2 separate regions of the Anas platyrhynchos genome follow, and region 2 is linked to region 1. Evidence: chromatin contacts called from public Hi-C data. All regions are on one chromosome and are shown on one strand. The core of a region is the stretch at or near the end of the contact, and the rest is flanking DNA. Distances in the headings are between cores, read along the strand shown.

Region 1 (5,974 bases), core at 459-2,958:
TGGACTGCATGCTTTCAGCAGTACATAGGCTGCAGTACTTCTGACACTTCTGGGAAAAGCACAAGTTCTGCTGATATTAAGAGAATAAACAGAAAGTTGCATTGAATCAGTGTAAACTTTGAATATCTCCTCCAGACTGTAATCGAGGGTGCTCAGTTTCACCTTAAACTTTTGTGAGGTGGATTTCAGTACTAGCAACCTGGTAACAGATGTAATAAAAATCTAGTTTGGGGAGCGTGTAACTTGACAATTTGGGGAACATGTAACTTGATAAATTAATTTTAAAACGTTTACCAAAAATGACATATTCTGCCTCTCTCTGACGTGCTTGATTTTGCAGCTTGAGCTTCTGAGGGGCAAGTGTTTACATTTACATGAACTGTCACTGACAGCTGCCCTGGACTGTCAGATTGCTCTTCATGGTGGCACAAATACCCAGAAATGTAATAAAACACTTCCATTATGTGCCCTAAGGAGAGCAATATCACCACACGCAGCATTCCCCACATTCACACCCTGAGAACCGATTTTTTTTTTCCCCATAGCCAAGACAGAGGAATACAGCACCTGCCTGACGGAAATCCAGGTTATTGCCAGCAGCTCAAGGCTCTGATGTTCGGCGAAGGAGCCCAGCAGCTGGCAACCGTCGAAATTAACCCTCATTCCACCCCCCCCCCCTTCAAGTTACTCAGGGTCTCCAATCGAGCCCTGCTCAGGTTTCAACCCACAGCCGCAGTTTTGGGGCGAAGAAAGGGCTAAAGAAGGGGGGGCGGGGGGGTGGAACAAGCCTCCTTTTGTTTTTGGGAGACCCCCACTCACCTCCCCCCGGGGGCTCCGCTCCTCCGCCGCCGACCCCGAGCCGCTCTCCCGCCCCTCCCCGCCTCTAGGCCCGAGCCCGGCCCGGCCCGCACTAGGCCTCTCCTCCTCGGCCCGGCCCCGGCGGCCTCGCAGCCGCTCCACAGCCCCGTCCCCTCCTCGGGCAGCCTCCCCCCGGCTCCTCACCACCCCCTCAGCGCTCCGGGGCCCCCTCAGGGCTGCCGGGGGGCGGCGCGGCCTGCGGCGGCGGCCGAAGCCTGGGCTGGAGTAGCTCCCCCCCCCCCCCCCCCCCCTTCCCCTCCTTCCCCTCCCCTGCTCCTCCTCCCGGGCCTAGCGGCCGGCGCTGCAGGTACCTGGTAGGGCTGCGAGTCCCCCCTGCGGTCGTGACAGCTGGAGAGAGAAATGGAGAGAGAAAAGAGAGAGAAAAGAGAGAGGCGTTAGGAGGAGGCGGCCCCGGGGCAAAGGGGGGGGGGGTGGGGGGGGCCCCACAACATGGCGGAGGGGCCGGGGGCCTGAGGAGGAGGAGGAGGAGGAGGAAGGGATTTACCCATCACTGAGTCTCTGCTGTTTCCTCGCATACATTACCATCAATGCCCGGCCTGTGTGCGTGAGTGTGAGGGCACCAGCAGGCGACGGCCGCGGCCGGGCCACGGGCGCCGAGGGGGGAGGAGGAGGAGGGGGAGGCAGCGCTCCGCCTCACCGGGGGCAGGCAGGCAGAGCACGGCGGGGGGGGGCGGCTGGGCTGCGAGCAGCGCTCACGGGCCCATCTCCTCCTCCTCCAGACGCCGGCAGCTCGGCCCCGTGCCCGCTCAGACGCCCCCGGAGCGCCGAGGCCGCCGCTGTGGGAGCCGCCGCGGCCGCCTCCTCCCCCCGCTGCGCCGCCCGCCGCCGCCGCCGCCGCTCCTCCAACTACATCCGGGAAACGCGGGCGCCGCCGCGCTCGGGCAACGTCGGCTCTTTTCGGCTCTTTCCGCCGCGCGCCGTCCCCGCTGTCCCCTTTGCTCTCGGGCGACTCTGCCTTCGGCAAACATCGGCTGCCTTCGCCCAGCCCCACGCCCCCCGCTCCCCGCCCTTCGGCAAACATCGGCTCTTTCCGCCGCTCCCTCCCCCCGCCCTCCTCTGCCGAGCGCTACCTGTCTTCGGAAAACATCGGCCGTTTCCGGAGCGAGGGCTCGGGTTATTTTCCACCCCCCCCTCACCCTTCGGAAGCGCACGGCTCTTTCCGCCACCCCGCTCGGCGCGGCCGTTGGCGGCGCTGAGGGGGCGAGCCCGGCGCTGAGGGGACCGCAAGAGGCGGCGGGGGGCAGCGATGGGGCGCCCGTAAAGGACCGGCTCCGGCTGCGAGGTAGGAAAGGGAAGGTCCCGGCTCGCCTCCCCTTCCGCCCGGGGACTTGATGTATAGGCAGGAGCCATTTTGTGCGCGGCGCGGCCGCGGCCAGGAGGCGGCCGGCGGGGAGGAGGTGGTTGTAAGATGTCCCTGGGGGGCTGCGCTGCTTCAGCATCCCCCCTCAGGGGGACGGGGAGAGGGGCGCTGGAGGCTCGGGAGGGGGGTGGTGGGGCTGGGGGGGGTCAGATTGGGTGGGTTGTGGTAAATTCGGGTTCTGTGGGCGAGGGGAGATGCCTTATTCCCCTTATTTTGCTTAAAATCTGGTGGGTGCTGCTGGTTGTGCTTGTTGAGCCCCCCTGCTCAGCCCTCTCTGCCTTTTGTCTTGCTCCTATTCCATCAAGGGACACAGCATGGCCCACCTCAAAAACAGTGTATAAACCTTGAACAGCGTATCCTCGGCCTGTCTCAGCGTTATCATCACATTATATATACTAACTGTTACAGAACTTTCTATTTTCTCCTTGTTTCCCTTTGTTAGGGCGCAGAAGGCTGTTGCCAAGAAGGGGACCTCAGGAAGCCGTGGCAGAGCTCGGGCATAGGAGTGGAGGATGACTCAGCCGGGAGCTATTCTTCAGGGTTACAATAACGAGCTGGTAAAATACATCGAAGACTTATGTATGCAAAAAGAGGAGCTGAACAAACAAATTCAGCAAGCAGAAGAGGAAAAAAGTAAGCTCCAGCATGAAATTCAAGCCCTGAATGAACAACTGGGGCATGTGTCTGAAAACCTGGACCAGAAGATAGCTTTGCGGAATGATCTTAGCAAAATTCTTAACGAAGCTGAAACTGCTTACATGAAGATTTTGGATAGTTCTAGAACTTTGCTTAATGTCCTGAAGAAGGAGGTGGGAGACTTAAAGCATACCCCAGAACTGAAAAGTAATGTAACGTGAAACTGTCAAGTGTTTGGATTCCAAAGTACTAAAATTCTGCTAGGTGAGACATGGCTAGCCGCAGAACTCTACCTCAGCAGTACAAATAGAGAGGGACTTTCCCTTCAACCTTCCTATACAATTCCCATGGTTTTTAAATGCATTAGAAAAAATGTAGATTAAATAGATTAAATAAAGTTGCTGTTTTGTTATTAACAAAATCTATATAGTCACTTAAATCACTGCAAAGTTATTGCAAATACGTAGTTGAGGCAGATTTGAGGCTGTCAGTTTTTCATGTGGTGATGTTTCAAGGCTATTCTGAAATACAGGAAAAAAACATTTTATTTTTGAGCTTCAGGTGGTTGCTGCTGAATGCCTGAATATTACTTTAAATCTGGACAGATCTCTTACCCCCACCTGCCTTCCCCTGCCCTTTTTTTCTTTTCCCTACTTGCCCAGCTATGGAGAAAACCATTGCAAAACTAATGGATGCAAGTAAATCGGATAATACTTCTTTTCACTTTCTGAATACTTAGGGACCAAATACTTAGGAACCAGCTACTTGGCTCCTTCCTTTTAAGGGGTTTGGAGGTTTCTTTCAGTTGCATGCACAAAGACAGACAGTGTTTACAGTCATCTCCTACCTGGAATTCAATTAAGGTAAGAAAACATGAATAGTGCAGGGTATGGAAGGTTAAACTGTAAGAATCCACATGGTTCGTGCATTTTCTGAAGCTATACTCAAAAACCTTGTATAGAAAGGAGTCACGCTGGTGAAAGGTTTAGGTACAAGTACATACTCCCTGCTTGCAAGGCACAGCACTACAAGCAGCTATATATACACCATGTATACTGGAGCTAACTAAAAAAGAGATTGTAAAGAAGAGTGAGCAACGTGGAATTTAGAGAAATAAATAAAAATGGAACTTTAAAAAAAAAAAAAGAGATTGGAGGTAGATGGGCAGCTGTTATCCATTCTTATGGATGAGGCACGTAGTTCAGAGCCTTGGGATGAGGACTCCAAACTGACAGAGATCTCAGTCCTGTTTCCTGTATCTCGAAGTCACAAAGTCTCTCTGTGTAAGCACATGAATTTTGTCCTGCTCGTTCACGTATAGCAGCAACTTTAACCTGTTTTGTAAGTCAAATCTTCATTCTGTAACAATTCACTGAATTGAAACAAGTGCAATTGCAATTTCCCTACTTGATAACCATGTGTCTCTCAGGTGCGAGTATAAAGGGTATGCAGATGTGAATGGTTTTGGTAACGGCTCTTCACCAATAATTATAAGCAAATTTTATATCCTTCTGATTGCTATGCTCCATCTTCTGCAGCAGGGATTAGCGTGAGGGAGCTAATCAACAATTGTGTAGCATTTCCACTGGCTTCCCCTGAGTAGCGCTGAGGTGGTAAAATGAGATAACCTCAGGAGTGCTGTTACTGTTGTAGTACCACCCTATTCATGGCACCCTTGTTTATACTGAACTGAAGCATAAAAGCAAAAATGTTTTTCTTTTAGTAGCTGAAGGTGATTTGACTGGATGTATCTTGGCATTCTCTTTCCCCTTGGTCTGGTCATGGTAGTAATTACATTGCAATAGGATGTCTCTGAAAAGCACTAACTAAATAGCAAGGACTTGTTTTTTTAAAGTTGCACGTGTAAATGGGTTCACTTCATTAACTGAAAGGGAGCTTGAAATTGTCTACTTTAAAAACAGCTTTTACTGGGGAAAGTTTACAAAGAGCAATAATGTTAATTTCTTGTGTTATCCATCTCAGACAGTAATTCAGTAATTACTGGTTGCTTTCCAAGTAATCCTATACTATAACTAATGTCTCTTATTACTTTATTTAGGATGTTAAAACCTTTGGGGGAAGCATTGGAAGTCTTTAAAGATATCTACCTCACAACCTGTATTACCACAAAGCGTAGCTCAACTGCAATTGCAACTTGAGATGTGTTTTTTTTAAAGTTACAAAATCAAGGGGGAATATAACTGTTAGCTAATATTTACTTCCATTGCGCCTCTCAAATTTCAGATAAGAAGTTAAGCTGTCGTTAAATCTCTTTCTGTAGTCCCAAACTGTAAATTTTCTGTTTAAACTTGGATTCACGAATGGAGAGCAATAATAGCCTATCTCCAGGGCTTGTTCATCATAGAATAACTCACAAGTGAGGCAGTCATTGTGAAGTGTACCTGCAGAATGGTGCTTAAGAATGGCTCCTGTCGTTCTGTTCTGTATTGACCCAAAGGAATGCAGTGTTTCTTTTTATTGAAGTCATAAACCTTATTCAGGTGTGTAGGTCTTCTGTATTTTTATCGATTGTCTGGTATACTTACAAATCTTGACAAATTTTCTTAAACAGCTTCAGTTTGTTCAGAGGACGTGAATTAAGACACTTCTAGAAGAGAAATGATAATCTGGAGATCACAGCAGCTCTGTGGGGCTGGCTTGTGAAAGACACTACCTGAAGTAAGACCGGTTATAAATCTGAAGCATCATATTTATTCCTAACTTAATTTTCTATGTTGTTTTTTGCATGGCTTTCAGGGTTAGATCCAGCAAGGTACTTGACTGTTGAAAGCTAGGGGCTTTAATGACAAAGTTCAGGTTACCAAACTGTAGTGCTGGATCTGAAGTGCTGCTCAGGGTGTCTTGCAGCTTATTTGGTTTGTGAGGAGATGCAGTTTATGAAAGTCATATCTGTGCTTGATTCAGAGCTCCTGTGAAATGCAGGCAGAGCTCTGGGCTCATTTCCTGAATGTAGTGGCTTTTCCACCTGGCTTCCCAATAACAGTACTTAGCTGGAGGAGAGGTGATGACTCCCAGCTTTTATAACCACGCTGCAGTGTGTACTCACCACGTAAAGCTCTAGTGATCAACAGGTTTTTC
Region 2 (6,032 bases), core at 2,829-5,328, 54 kb before region 1:
ATTAGTTTTGGATGTCTAAGCTCTGATACACATGGCTTCCCATGGCTTCACTCTACAAAACATATTTACAACGTGAAGAATACATCTACAAGAAATCTACATTTCAAGGGTTTTACAAATCATTCTTGTATCTTTCCCCTGAATTTGACTCCCTCCTGTCCCCTTCCCCATGTCATCTTTTTTTCTGCCCAGCTCAACGGTCCAAAGTCTACTCAAATGCAGCTCAAAAGTGTTAAGACTGGGCATCAGTTTCATAGTTCCTGTACTCAAAACCATGTGCAATTGTTTACAACTTTTCACACCATGAAGGAATTCTGATTCTTTAGCTTTTCAAGTTCTTTAATTTGTTGTCTCAAAAATAGTATCCTGCAAGAGAAAAGAAAAAAAGAATTAGCGTAAACATTTTCATCGTACAGAGACATTAAGTGCAAGTATCTACACAAATACTTTACAATTTCCTGGAAAGATTCCAAGCTTCTTAGCTCCATTAATAAACTTGGAAGTATTTTAAAATGAATTCCCAATCTATTTAATCACCTACATGCTCCGTGTGCAGGTGCAGAAACCTGCAGGATTAGATTCCGTTATTCAGAAAACTAAGCTGCTGAGTTTCATTATGACCAAAACACGGTGACATTTAAGCCTCCTATTCAGCTGAATTTAACTTCAAGAAGAAGTGGAACGCAGTAGAAGAGTACATGAGCTCAATATTCTGAAAAATGTTATTATGTCTGGGATGCAGTTTTCCAAACTGTCCAACAACCCAAAGCACTCAAGTTTTCAGCAAATACAATGCTCCTCTGTCCCCACCCTAGCCTCAGTACCTCCAGTGGTACAGAGGTTACAGTTTTTTTTCCTCCATAGCCTTGTTTTCTATCTGAACTTGCCTGTTCTTGGAGAGACAGTGCCACTAGAGACACAAGCCATTGCCCTAACGTCTTTTAACTGATTTCCTCCCATTGTTCTGAAGGATTTTATACTGCACTAGATTTAGGTAACAGTGCAGGCAGGAGAGTTACACATGCTCTTGTTTCCCTAAAACACTTATCTCTATAACACAGCCCGATGTATTTTAGTTTGGTTCAGCCACATACAGAGTAATTTAGTGAAGGAGTTTTAAACAAGGAAGTTTTCTTCTAGGCAAAACCTTTTTTTCTAGTATTTGGCTCTATGACTGGTAGAGGAAAAAAATATTCTGAGGTTTGCCTCTAGTTATGGAAAATTCCTTTATTACAAGATCCAAGAAAAAAGCTGCAACTACACTTACTTAGAAATCAATTTTGTTGCTAGCACTTCCCTTATGAACTTTTCCTCTACTACTGCACAGGCCTAAGCAATTATTTCAGTTAACAAACATGTGGTTTAGATACCGTTTCCTGAAGTTTTTAATAAATATTTTGTAACAACTTTCCATAACGCTGAAGTGTAATGCAAGCATATGAATGAAGAAAAAATTAAGAAAGAGTTGAAACATGACAAATATTCTGCAAGTCCGAAACAGCTTTAATAAGATAAAGAAAGTGCATCCACTTTAGCAGACTTTTGTAGAACCCTTTTCAAATACATCCCCAGTTCAGTAAAAATCAATTTTCTACTAAAAAGTAGATAAACAATCAGGACAGACACGCTGAAAAACACATTAAGCTCAAAAGGTACAGGCGTATGAAATGCACCAGTGAGTGAAGAGTGTCATTTCACAAACTGTCACTTCTGGTTCAAACAATACACTTGCTTTGAACAAAGATCAAGTTCCTTCTCACAACGAACCTAAATAGTTCTATTCAGTACAAAAATACAGAAATGTTATCATCATTCAGGTTGATAGGCTTTTATCATCCCATACTTTGTGAAGGCCTCCCCCTATCCACCCACCCAAATTATTACTTATGCCACATATTCATTGTCTTTGGGATGGCAGCAAAAGCAAAAGAAAGATTATCAGAGATTCAAAGTCATGATCATCCATATCCATTCATGGCTTAAGGATACATGGTGTACAAGAAACAAGGTGCCATTTAGGGAGCTCAGCAATGACATTTGACATGTTATGTCAGATAAAATGTGCCTCCAGACACAGAAATGAAAGCTTAAGAGGTTTTACTTCATCTGTAAGGAACCAAGCAGTTCCTACAGAAACTATAATTTATATAATGACACTATGAAGCTATGAAAGAATTAACATTTTATATTTTTTTATTAGGGTAATTGTACAAATCTTTTTACAGCCTACTTCTGATTACAAGGATTGTTTTACCAACTACCAAAAAGCAAGAGCTTCTGGGACAGAACTAGCTGTTTAAAAAGCATACAACACTACTAAGGCTGAATGAAGTAGGAAATAAGAATCACTGTAGTCAAACTTCAGTGTCACAGTATACAGGATAACATCATTCAGAAAGGAAACTTAGTATGAAAGTTAACTCAAGATCATGACTACCAATGAAAAATGTGTCAGAACATGCAGTAAGACTAAACTTTTCGATGTTGCACAACAGTCTCTGAAACAATACACAACCATGCTGTTAATAAGAAAGACACTCTCCATTACTGACTTGAGAAGCAGAAGTCTACTTTGCCATAATCACCTCTTTCTCACTAGAGAACCCCAAGACCTTCTGAGATACCTCCTACCCAAATAACAGATTTATTTTTCCTTAGTTTGTGATATCAGCAAGAACTCATCAGACTTGTTTGACCCAATAAACGGCTCATGAAAATTGTAGTGTTTAAGACCAGTATAAACCACATAGATGAGTATCTATATAATCTATGCAATCAAGTATGGACAGGTATTTTAGAATTATTCTGAACTACTGTGAGAATCTTAACCCACTAAGGTATCAGGAAAGATGTCTTTTCCATCTGTATAAGACAAAATATATACAGATGTCGCATATCTGCCTCTATTCACTAGGCACTATCAACTGTTATCAGTCTGGGAAACAGAACACACAGAAGGAAGACAACTCTCACCCCTGGTAACAATCAGCTTGCTTACAAAGCCATCAGAAAACACAGCTCATGCAAAACAATACCCGAATGGGAACTCTAATGCCACCTTGAAAATTATGCTTTTGAAAACAAACCCACTTACCTTTGCTCACGCAAAGTTGCTTGAATTTCACATACTCGAACTAAAGATCTTAAATTCTTTAATTCAGTACAAATTTCTGACATATGAACACTTCCCATGTTGTGGGCTTCCTCACGTAATCTTGATGCCTGCAACAATTAAATATAAAGGTTAGGATTTTGACTCAAGCACTGGAAACAACTGGCTGTAGCCAAAGGACTGCTGGATTAATGTCTTGAAACAGCAAAGCACTGTAACTTCTGAAGTGCTATGACTTCTGAACGCACTGTAAATTAAATCAGAAGAGCAGTGAATTCTCTAAAAAAGCCCATTTAGAATCAGAAATTATACTGGATGTCAATAGATTATGTTAACTCAGACTGATGCAGGAATGGTTCAGATATCCTTGATCCTAACAAATGTTTATTGAATCATCTTAAAAGTTAGGAAACTCAGAACCCTGTCATGTGCTAATTAATTTGTTCAAGTAGTTAAGAGCCTCCAGCCGCTTTTTCAATGGTCAACTTAAATTTCTCATCTAAATTAAGCTTCAATGACAAAAACAGTTGAATGCCATCTTCTTTTCACCTACTTCATATAGAAAACAAAACTTAACCCTCTGCAGGTGTTCTCTTCTAGACAAACTCCATTACTTTGGTGTTTCCACTTAGCCACGCGGAGATGAGCAGATGTGTATGCTCAGAAGACACGACCGATCTTCCCAGTTTGAAGATTTCTTAACCTCTTGTCACTGAACTGGGTATGTGACTCCAGCTAACTCAACAGCACCAAGAACAGTAGTGCAATTACTCAGAGGTTCTCTGCATCACACTGAGATATAGAAAGAGGACTTCTTGCTAGCAGCATGATGAAAAAAAGTTGATTTCTCAAATAGATCCTTCCCTGTGGTATTACTGTTTAGCAATGTTGGTCTCTGCCACACTGTGTCCGGCTAGGATGGAGTTAGTTTTCTTCACAGCAGCCTGTATGATGCTGTGTTTTGGCTGTGTACCTGAAGCAGTACTGATAACAGACCCGTGCTGTAACTACTGCTGAGCACTGCTTACACGCTGTCAAGGCCTTCTGTTTCGCATGCTGCCTGCCCAGCAAGCAGGCTGGGGGTGTGTATGAGGCTGGGGAAGGACACAGCTGCGAGAGCTGACCCAAACAGTACCAAAGAGAGATCCCAGATCACATAACATCACGCTCAGCAAGAAAACTGGGGGGGCAGTGGGAGGGTGGGTGCAATCTTCCAGGGGTTGCTGTTGCTTCAGGACTGGTCGGGAATTGGTTAGTAAGCTGGTGGTGAGCGATGGCTTTTGCATTGCCTTTGTTTTGTTTGTTTCCCCTCCCTTTTCTTTATTAAGCTACCTTCATCTCAGTCCAGGAGTTCTCGCACTTGTGTTCTTCCAGTTCTGTCCCCTAGCTCAGCGGGGGCAGTGAGCAAGTAGCTGTGTGGTGCCTAACTGCCTACCGGGGTTAATCCACAACATCTGCTGAAGTACTTGTACACCTCATTTTTCCCTTCCTGAACAGAACTGTATTTAGCAGAGGTCTTCATCAACTTCTGGAATTTATCCAGGTCAAAGAACTTTGTGATCTAATTCCCTCCATTAAGTTTTCTTTTCTGGATTGTGTTGACATCCAGGAGTACACCTAGGCTCCAGCAGGACATCATCATCTCATGTCCTGCATACACAGCTCCATAGCTTTTAGAGCAAACCAGCAATAACCACTCTTTAAGTAGTTTTTAAGGTGTCCAGCCATCCATCTTAAAGCAACTTCACCCAGAAGGTCTTAGAATCATTTTTGCATATAAGATTGTTATTAAAAGGTGTTCAGTACGCAGTGAAAATAACGCTACCAATCTGAACTCTCCAAGCACTGGGCCAAGGCCACAGGGAGAAGTGACTGTGCTGTATCACATCCTTATGACAGCACACCTTCCCCAGCAATGGTGCTTTGACTCAGCACAGCTTTTCAGTAGCTTAAAACTGTATTTAAAACTTAATGAGGAAAAAAAAACAAGGCAACAACCAAGAATCCACACAGAGAATGAGCCTAGACTGCACTTCTAAGAGTCACCCTGCAAGTTACTTGCCAAAAACTTCTGTGTACCCTTAAGCCAGCATGCAGCCAAAAGACCAAAGTCAGCTGGGCTAAGTAAGGTTAATACCTGACAGCCTGTGTCAGACTGGTTTGCCTGTGACAGAAAGGCCTTGAACTGGACTCAGTATCAATATGGTTTCTTTGAGTAACACATTTCAAGTAGCTGACATGCATCCAGTTTCCCCACATTACCACCAAAAGGGTATGTTTTGTGCACTTATAAAATAACGATAACAATTCTATGGATTTCCATATATGGAAACAAAAAACAAACAAAAATATGAAGTCCAAATTTAGTCTGAGACCCCTACATCTCCTTAAAAAACAGGTGCAACAAACAAAGCACAGTTCTTTTTTCACTGCGAAGAGTTAATAACTCAGTGACTCCAACTGTGGATTGGTCTCACATAGTTTTAACTATGTCACCTAATTAATGACATCTTCCACATAGCAAAGATACTGTTGTTACTGAAAAACTATGTTGAAATTCATTTTCTTTGTAAATTTCAACAGAACTCTGGCAATAAGAGAAAATAGCTATGATGACTATTCTTCCATCGGAGAGAATTTCAAAAGCACTGGTACGTTAAGCAAGAAAATACCCAACTGCTAAGCAGTAATCGCATGTAAAGCCTGCAAGGTCTGGCCTAACCTCCCCCCTCTTTCTGGCTGAGGACAAGCATGTTTCTGGTTTTTAAAGATGCTTCCAATTTCTAGAAAAAGCAACCTGGGTAACAAAGAGTTTTAAAGCTACCCGTTTAGCAGCCTCAGAAGGAGCAGAGCAGAAGCGTACTCACCTGCTTTTCCGCGTGGTCTGCAGGCCAGCCTTGAACATGCTTTATAAGGTTTT

Evidence for each region. Hi-C and Micro-C count contacts between places; a contact is called where the count stands out from the background.
Region 2: a contact with region 1 is called in a Hi-C map of F5 follicle, with 1.9 times the contacts expected there. The contact joins the enhancer-like site here to the promoter of WAC in region 1. A contact is called at or near these places in 4 of 8 Hi-C or Micro-C datasets (F1 follicle, F5 follicle, small yellow follicle and 1 more).

What each region holds. Positions count from the first base shown.
Region 1 is chr2:143,159,694-143,165,667 of IASCAAS_PekinDuck_T2T, reverse strand. It overlaps WAC (WW domain containing adaptor with coiled-coil), which reads right to left and starts at 1,708. Exons shown (of 14, transcript XM_027450568.3): 1 at 1,402-1,708; 2 at 1,170-1,206. It also overlaps LOC101792949.
Region 2 is chr2:143,216,132-143,222,163 of IASCAAS_PekinDuck_T2T, reverse strand. It overlaps WAC (WW domain containing adaptor with coiled-coil), which reads right to left. Exons shown (of 14, transcript XM_027450568.3): 12 at 5,980-6,032; 13 at 3,095-3,222; 14 at 152-366. The coding sequence ends at 297. Among named protein-coding and RNA genes, the nearest start is that of BAMBI, 29 kb to the left of the region's middle. Within about 2 kb of position 4,078, at least 6 of the 8 cell types and tissues checked have an H3K27ac peak or open chromatin away from gene starts, as enhancers often do. A contact at or near this core is called in F1 follicle, F5 follicle, small yellow follicle and 1 more, where this site is marked.